Regions from separate parts of the Urocitellus parryii genome. Here region 2 is linked to region 1. Evidence: chromatin contacts called from public Hi-C data. All regions are on one chromosome and are shown on one strand. The core of a region is the stretch at or near the end of the contact, and the rest is flanking DNA. Distances in the headings are between cores, read along the strand shown. Region 1 holds the start of Pex1 (peroxisomal biogenesis factor 1). Region 2 holds the start of Cdk6 (cyclin dependent kinase 6).

Evidence for each region. Hi-C and Micro-C count contacts between places; a contact is called where the count stands out from the background.
Region 2: a Hi-C map of muscle shows a contact between it and region 1, with 3 times the contacts expected there. The contact joins the promoter of Cdk6 here to the promoter of Pex1 in region 1. A contact is called at or near these places in 2 of 2 Hi-C or Micro-C datasets (liver and muscle).

What each region holds. Positions count from the first base shown.
Region 1 is chr3:28,934,021-28,937,411 of mUroPar1.hap1, reverse strand. Pex1 (peroxisomal biogenesis factor 1) reads left to right here and starts at 1,703. Exons shown (of 24, transcript XM_077795954.1): 1 at 1,703-1,728. Rbm48 (RNA binding motif protein 48) reads right to left here and starts at 1,798. Exons shown (of 5, transcript XM_026413065.2): 1 at 1,740-1,798; 2 at 1,381-1,623. The coding sequence starts at 1,478.
Region 2 is chr3:29,205,345-29,208,735 of mUroPar1.hap1, reverse strand. Cdk6 (cyclin dependent kinase 6) reads left to right here and starts at 1,558. Exons shown (of 7, transcript XM_026391545.2): 1 at 1,558-1,873. The coding sequence starts at 1,641.

The DNA of each region.
Region 1 (3,391 bases), core at 454-2,953:
ATGGGATTAATTCACAGAGGGCCATAACAATAACTGTAACAAGTAAGGTTTACTGCATTCTGAGCAGAAAGGTACTACTCCAAGTAAAAGGACTTGAATTATCCTCATGCAAGCTCAATAAGTGGTCTTTTGACTATATGGATTTTAAGAAGAGAAAAAAATGGGCTTACTAGGATTAAATAACTTATACAAAGTAACAAGATAGTGAGCAGTGTGACTGGAAAACTTACCAAATTCAGTTTTTAATCATATCACAGGACTGAAAGTTGTTGAGCATGGGAATGAGGGGATGTAAATAGTATTTTGATAAGATTAACCTTTACAAAGATGTCAGGAAGGGATTGGGATGTGGCTCAGTGGTTGAACACCTGCTGAGTATAAGTACAGCCCTAGGTTAGACTCCATCCCTGGGGGTAAGGGAGGGGAATTACTGCAGAAAAGATGAGAATGTTGCCATGTTAAATTTTGGGGTAACTCAAGTATTAACTATAAAAACCTGGGACAAAAATGATAGTAACAGGGTCAAAGGATATAAGATGCTGCTTAACTTACACTTTACCTTGCACTTTGTAAATTCATAAATTTAATAAGGTAAACTTCTGTAAAATCTTCTGCTGGATATTCATCTAGAGCATTATATTCTTCAATTGCTCCATATAGAGCAAATCGCTCAACTAATTCCTTCATTGCTCCCACTGCAGGAACTCCTTGTATTAATAAGTACCGAGATTCCAAATTGATTGTATACACCTAAAATAAATAGAGTTATGAAGTGTATTTCACAAATAAGACTAAGATAATCTCCCCTTTAAAAAAAAAAACAGAATTTGAAAAGAAACACTTTGGTCAGTCCTTATCTTCAAAAAGCATACAAAATTAATTTTAAAATTTGCCATTCTCTCTGCATAAAAAATAACACACTTCACATGTGAAGGTATCTAACTAAAGCACATAACAGACTGCTCTGAGTCGACATGTTTATAATATTTTTATCTGTGCATAACTATGCTTAATAGTAGGTTTCACTGTGACATATTCGTACATGCATATGATTTAAGTCATCATTTCTGTAAGTTCTCTCAGAAGTTACTGGGACTAGTCACTAAAACGAATAGTCATTGAGTGTTTAACAAGCACTCACGTAAACACGGAAGATACAAGAACTAAAACAAATCCCTCTTCTGGAGAACTGACGTCCTAAAGTTAACCAAATGGGTGGAAATCATCTTTGGTCTCCAAGCCAGAGTTCCTCATTCCCCTTCCAATGAGAGATGGATCTGACAGCAGCCTTTTATACCTTTATTTAAGTAGGCTGGCTGCGTGGAGAGCGTGCTCACATAAAGCTACCCAAGATAGCGAATGAAAGCGAAATCATTTTACCTTAACAGCGCGAGGCCGTCTACCCTCCCGATATTTGGCCCGCGTGTCGCAAACCACCCTCTGGACGTGGTGGTCGAATAAACTCCCAAGCTTCCCATCACTCGACGCCATCTTGCCTGCTTTGGTCACTGCGGAGAGGACAACATCCGTCTCAGGGCGCTCCTGTTTATCCAATCAGAGAGCGGGATGAGTCGAAGCATGGCCAGGATTGGCTGGAGAATCGACATCGTCGGCCATCGTTTCCTGAAAACGAGAATTTGGTGAACGAGGTGCCGCCCCCAAGCGGCTCGGCGGTGAAGTTCAGAGAGTGACAGAAGCTTGATGGTCCTGCCCGCTTCAGGCGCGCGGGTGAGACTCACCGCGGGAGAGGGAGTGAAGCCGTAGGGGGCGGAGCCGATCGATCTTCTCGGGCTCCAACGCCCTCGGCCTGCCCGGGGTAGGGGTCAGACGCCGCGCCAGGGTGGGAGGTCCTGGAGTAGTGGTTTGGGAAGATGTGGGGCAGCGATCGCCTAACGGGCGCTGGTGCAGCAGGGGTGGCTGTGACGGTGACCTTCACCAACGCTCGTGACTGCTTTCTCCATTTACCGCGGCGTCTCGTGGCTCAGCTGCATCTGCTGCAGGTAACGCGCCGACCTCGGGACACCAGAACGGTAACCTGGGATCGGACGTGGCCGAGGCCTTCCCGGAACGCGGCGGCCGCTGAGTTCTTTTCTCTGAGCCGGGTCCCGGCGGTCTCCTGGACGTTGCCGAATAGCGCTAGGCCGGGGTGACGGCGCAGGGCAGGTCCCGGCAGTCTCTGCTGCCCCGAGGTTAACTTAGTCCATATCTTACACTTTGGTTAAAGTAGGCTTTGAAACATCCTAGTATTCTAAAAATCCTCTCCATCCAGGAACCTTCCTTACTCCAGATGGGAAAAGCTCTTGAGAACTTGTATGTTTTTATTATTTTAAAGTGCCCACACTCGCCGGCGATTGCCAAGTCCCCGCACTGCCACAGTTCGCGCCTCTAGGGGCAGACTTGGTGTGTAGAGCGCGTGTAGGTTAACTAGGACTGAGTGCCGCGTCTCCCACGAGCAGGGGAGGGTCATAGAATAATAACTCTTCCCTGCATTGGCAACCCCGAACCGAGCCGAGTGGTGCCAGGAATGTGCAGTGGAATTATGCCCATACCTGCATCATATACGTAGTTAGGTTTACTTGGACTTATGTGGTCAGGACGTGGTGGTTGTGGTATTTCACATTTCTAACCACTGGTGGAGATACACATCCTTCCCCCGCCCCCCCCCCAGCAACCAGAAGTACCTCATACATGCTAGGCAAGGCTCTGCTACTCAGCTACATTCCCAGCCCAGCATGCCGATTTCATAATTAAAAATTGGTACACACGGTCTCAATGAATTTGAGTCTGCTCAGTAGCAAAAGGATGCAATTTTTGAAATATTTGTCTGGTACCCACTACTGGCGAATCTGTGCAAGACATGTTGCTGTTTCTTCTTGACCTATAAGAGTTTGCAATATTTAAAAGTTTGCAATAAAGATCCCACTTTTCGGGCTGGGGATGTGGCTCAAGCGGTAGCGCGCTCACCTGGCATGCGTGCGACCCGGGTTCGATCCTCAACACCACATACAAACAAAGATGTTGTGTCTGCCGAAAACTAAAAAACAATAAATAAATATTTAAAAAAAAAAAAGAAAAAAAAAAAAGATCCCACTTTTCATCTTAAGCCACTTTCCTGTAACTGTTTTTCCAGATATTTTTGTCCATCTTTCCATCCTTTCATCTTGTTATTACTTATTTTTGCCACTAAGTAGGCAGGTTTTTTTGTTGTTGTTGTTGTTTATTTGTTTGTTTTACACTGACAGGCTTCTCCATGGCTCCAAGGAGGCAATCACCAGTTTCCGGGTAGAACTTGGCTTAGTGCTCTGTCAACTTTGTACAAGATTTTCAGTGTGTTTTCAAATCCAAACCTAATTAGTTCATAGAAATAAACTGTCTTCCTAAAGAGTTTATA
Region 2 (3,391 bases), core at 309-2,808, 270 kb before region 1:
CTCCGAGGTGTCCTGGGAATTCTGGACACGTTGCTAGCGTGGCGAATGTCCGGCGGTGGCTGAGGCGCCTGTGGGGGAGGGAGTTTCCCTACGTCCTGTATAGGGGAGGGAAAGTTAGGGTACCCCTTTCAGGCACTTTGTTGTGCAGAGGGTTCTGGGGATTGGGGGCGCCCAGCTGAAGACAGGACCTGGCCCAAAGGGCAGTGGAGCAGCCACCCGCGCTACTTCTATCAGGACGACACTGGCAGTGGGGAAAGGTTCCTGAGTCCGGGTACCCTCGGCACAGCCCCCTCTCCCTCACCCTAGGAGCCATGGCCTTTACTACCTCCACCCCCACCCTTTTTAGGGAGGTGGCGTTTTGCTCTGGTTGAAATCAGAAAACTTCAAGTCAAGACACGGTTATGGTGTCTTCTTCCTTAAGTTACTCTTTTAAGGACACGACAAGCGAAAGTGTGGCGAACATCCCTTTCTCCCACTCTTGGGCTCCCGTGGGGGACTCCCCCCCTTCCAGGGCCTCTCGTCCTCCCACCCCAAGTAGCCCCAGCCCTCCCCAACCCGATGGTTGTCTTCCCTGGGTTTCCACCAGGGAGGTCCTCCGAGTCGGAGGAGAATTCCATTTCCCACCAAGACTCCTTTACCCCCCAAAGACCATTTGCGTGTGCGAATCGTTTTTAAATGTCTCCTCGAGGAAAAACTGAAAGTAGAAAGAAAGGAAGCAATTTCCGAGCAGATGTCTGACCACCCCTTTTCGCACACTCCCAGCATCGGATTACAGGGTCCCGAGAGCCCCCACCCACATTCTGCGGCCCCAAACGGGTGGACCCTCAGTCCGTTCACACCACATTGTGCATGGTCCCTGAAGGCACCAGGACCCCCACTCCCTGTACTTCCAGGTCCCAGGAGGCGAGGAGGGTAGCCGCGCATACAATCATAAAGGTATAAATATTAAGCCGTGACATTGACGTCCCCAGCGCCTCCCTCCCCCCCGCGCTCCCAGCACACTCTGGGCTGCTCGGCACGCCCCCTCCCGTTCCACTGCGTCCCGCGCGGCGCGCTCATCCCCGAGGGGCCCCTGCAACCTCTCCTCGCGAAGACGGCTCCAGCCCTGTAGGGAAAGAAAAGTAACTTCGCTTTTCTCGGTGAAACCAGGAAGGATTAGGAGGCTTGGAGAAGGCCGGAGCTCGCGGAGGGTAGCGACTCGGGCTTCATGAAGGAGGAGGAGGGGAATCTAGAGGAACCCCGTGGAAGGCTCCTGGGATGTCTGATTGCACTTTCTTGTTTTCCCGTCTTCTCTTTTAGGTGCAAAGATTGTGGACCGAGACGCGTTCGGACAGAGACTATGTAATCGGTGCGGTGTCTGTGTAGAGGACTTCGCTTCGGGGAGGGAAGAGGAGGGATCCACTCGCTCCTCCGGCGGCGACTCGGCAGGCGGAGTTTCGCGGCGGCACCAGGGTTACGCCAGCCGGCGGAGAGGTCGCTCCATCCAGTCCAGCGTCCGCGAGAGCCCCTGAGTCCGAGCGCCGGAGCCAGCGGGGGCGAGGGCGAGCAAGACCGAGCTCCGGGAGCACCGGAGGAGACTAGCGAACCAACCGCACCCCCGCCCGCCCCAGCTGCGCCGTGCCGGGAGGCGTCAAGGCGACATGGAGAAGGACGGCCTGAGCCGCGCGGACCAGCAGTACGAGTGCGTGGCGGAGATCGGGGAGGGCGCCTATGGGAAGGTGTTCAAAGCCCGCGACCTGAAGAACGGAGGCCGGTTCGTGGCACTGAAGCGCGTGCGGGTGCAGACGGGCGAGGAGGGCATGCCGCTCTCCACCATCCGCGAGGTGGCGGTGCTGAGGCACCTGGAGACCTTCGAGCACCCCAACGTGGTCAGGTGAGCTGGGTGCAGCGCCCGCACCGTCGGGGGCAGCGCTTCTGGTGAGGCCAGGCCGGGGATCCTCGGACTTAGGAAGGTTCCAGGCAGGGGGGCTGGGGAAGGCCAGGGCCACCCGTCGATCTGACTGAGTAAGTTTTGTTGCCAGAGCCGGTGACCTTACCAGCCAGAAAGACCAGTCAGAAAAAGAGACCTACGCAGGCTTCCCCCGCTGCTGGGCAGTTCCGAAGCCTGTACTGAAGGGGATCCAGGGGAGTTGGGTGCCTTTTAGGGACGTGGAACCTACCAACTCGAGGCACTCCCCGCCAGCCCCCACATATTTTTCTCTGCCATGGGGAATTTTTGAGAAACTGAAAATGAGTGAGAAAGACAACAAGTTGCAGGTGATAATTAATAGGTCGGGACTTTAAGGGTGGAGCCTAGGGTAAGTACCGCTTTAAAGAAAATGAAGAAACTCAAGAACATGTTTACCAATCACACCCAGTTTCTTTTTGTTAAAGTTTCATAATAAAAGTGGGTTCTGGTGGTCTAAGGAATTTCATTGCTGATGATCAGTGTCAAGCAGCGTCATTTAAAAAATGTCTTCCAAAAACTGTTACCTGTTTGTCTGACTTCATATCTCTGGACTGACACAGTCCTTAGATTCCCTTTCCCAAGGGTTAGATGTGAGTCCATGTTATGGTATCTTTAAATTCCTTGCTTTCCTTGGACTGGTCCTGCAAGTTGGTGGGAAGACAGCAGTTAACAGTCTCTCTTGTGAGTAGTAACCAGTATTAAAAGAAAGTGTGTGGACTTAGTATAATGGTGTTCTCTTGGTGATCCTGGAATTTCCCCATTGTGTGGTTGTGTCATCCCTTTCTTTTTAAACAGATGCATAGCTTCATAGCTTCAAATCGAAAAGAAGTGGACAGAAGCTTCTTCAAATTGGGTTGTGATTTTACCCTTTTCAGCTCTTTACCTTCAGTGTGTTGGAGAAAGGAGATCCTGGGATCTTCTTGTCTACTCATCCATCTAGGTATCCTGTTGAGCGACTGCTTGCCTACCGTGTGACCTCCATGAAATTATGTAAATAAACACAGCTAAATATTCTTGTAAGAAGTCAAACAGTTTAACATTAGTCCTCAAAATGAAGAGACCCAAGTCTGACCTTTGAAATACCAAGCCCTCTGTGGACTTAGGGAGACCAAGTGTCTATGGAATCTCACTGGGAGGTTTTAACTTGTCTCCTCTTATCCTGGGCTGGGTGATTTGTGTGGTGTTTTGTTCCCCACACAGTGAGAATCAGGGGAAAAGACAGCAAAGAATCATAAATACATAAATAAGGTAGTCAAGGGCAATAGAGAGAGGACCCCCATTATACCTCCATTTTAGCTAGTCAAGTGGCGGGAGGCAAAAGATAATGAGACTGGGAGGAGTGTTTAGGAAAATGGAATTTATGTAAAAGCAATAATTACCTTTTGTATATTTGTTAAAAAGCAACAATAACCCTCTGGGGGTGGTCTTTGTGCCATTGGAGGG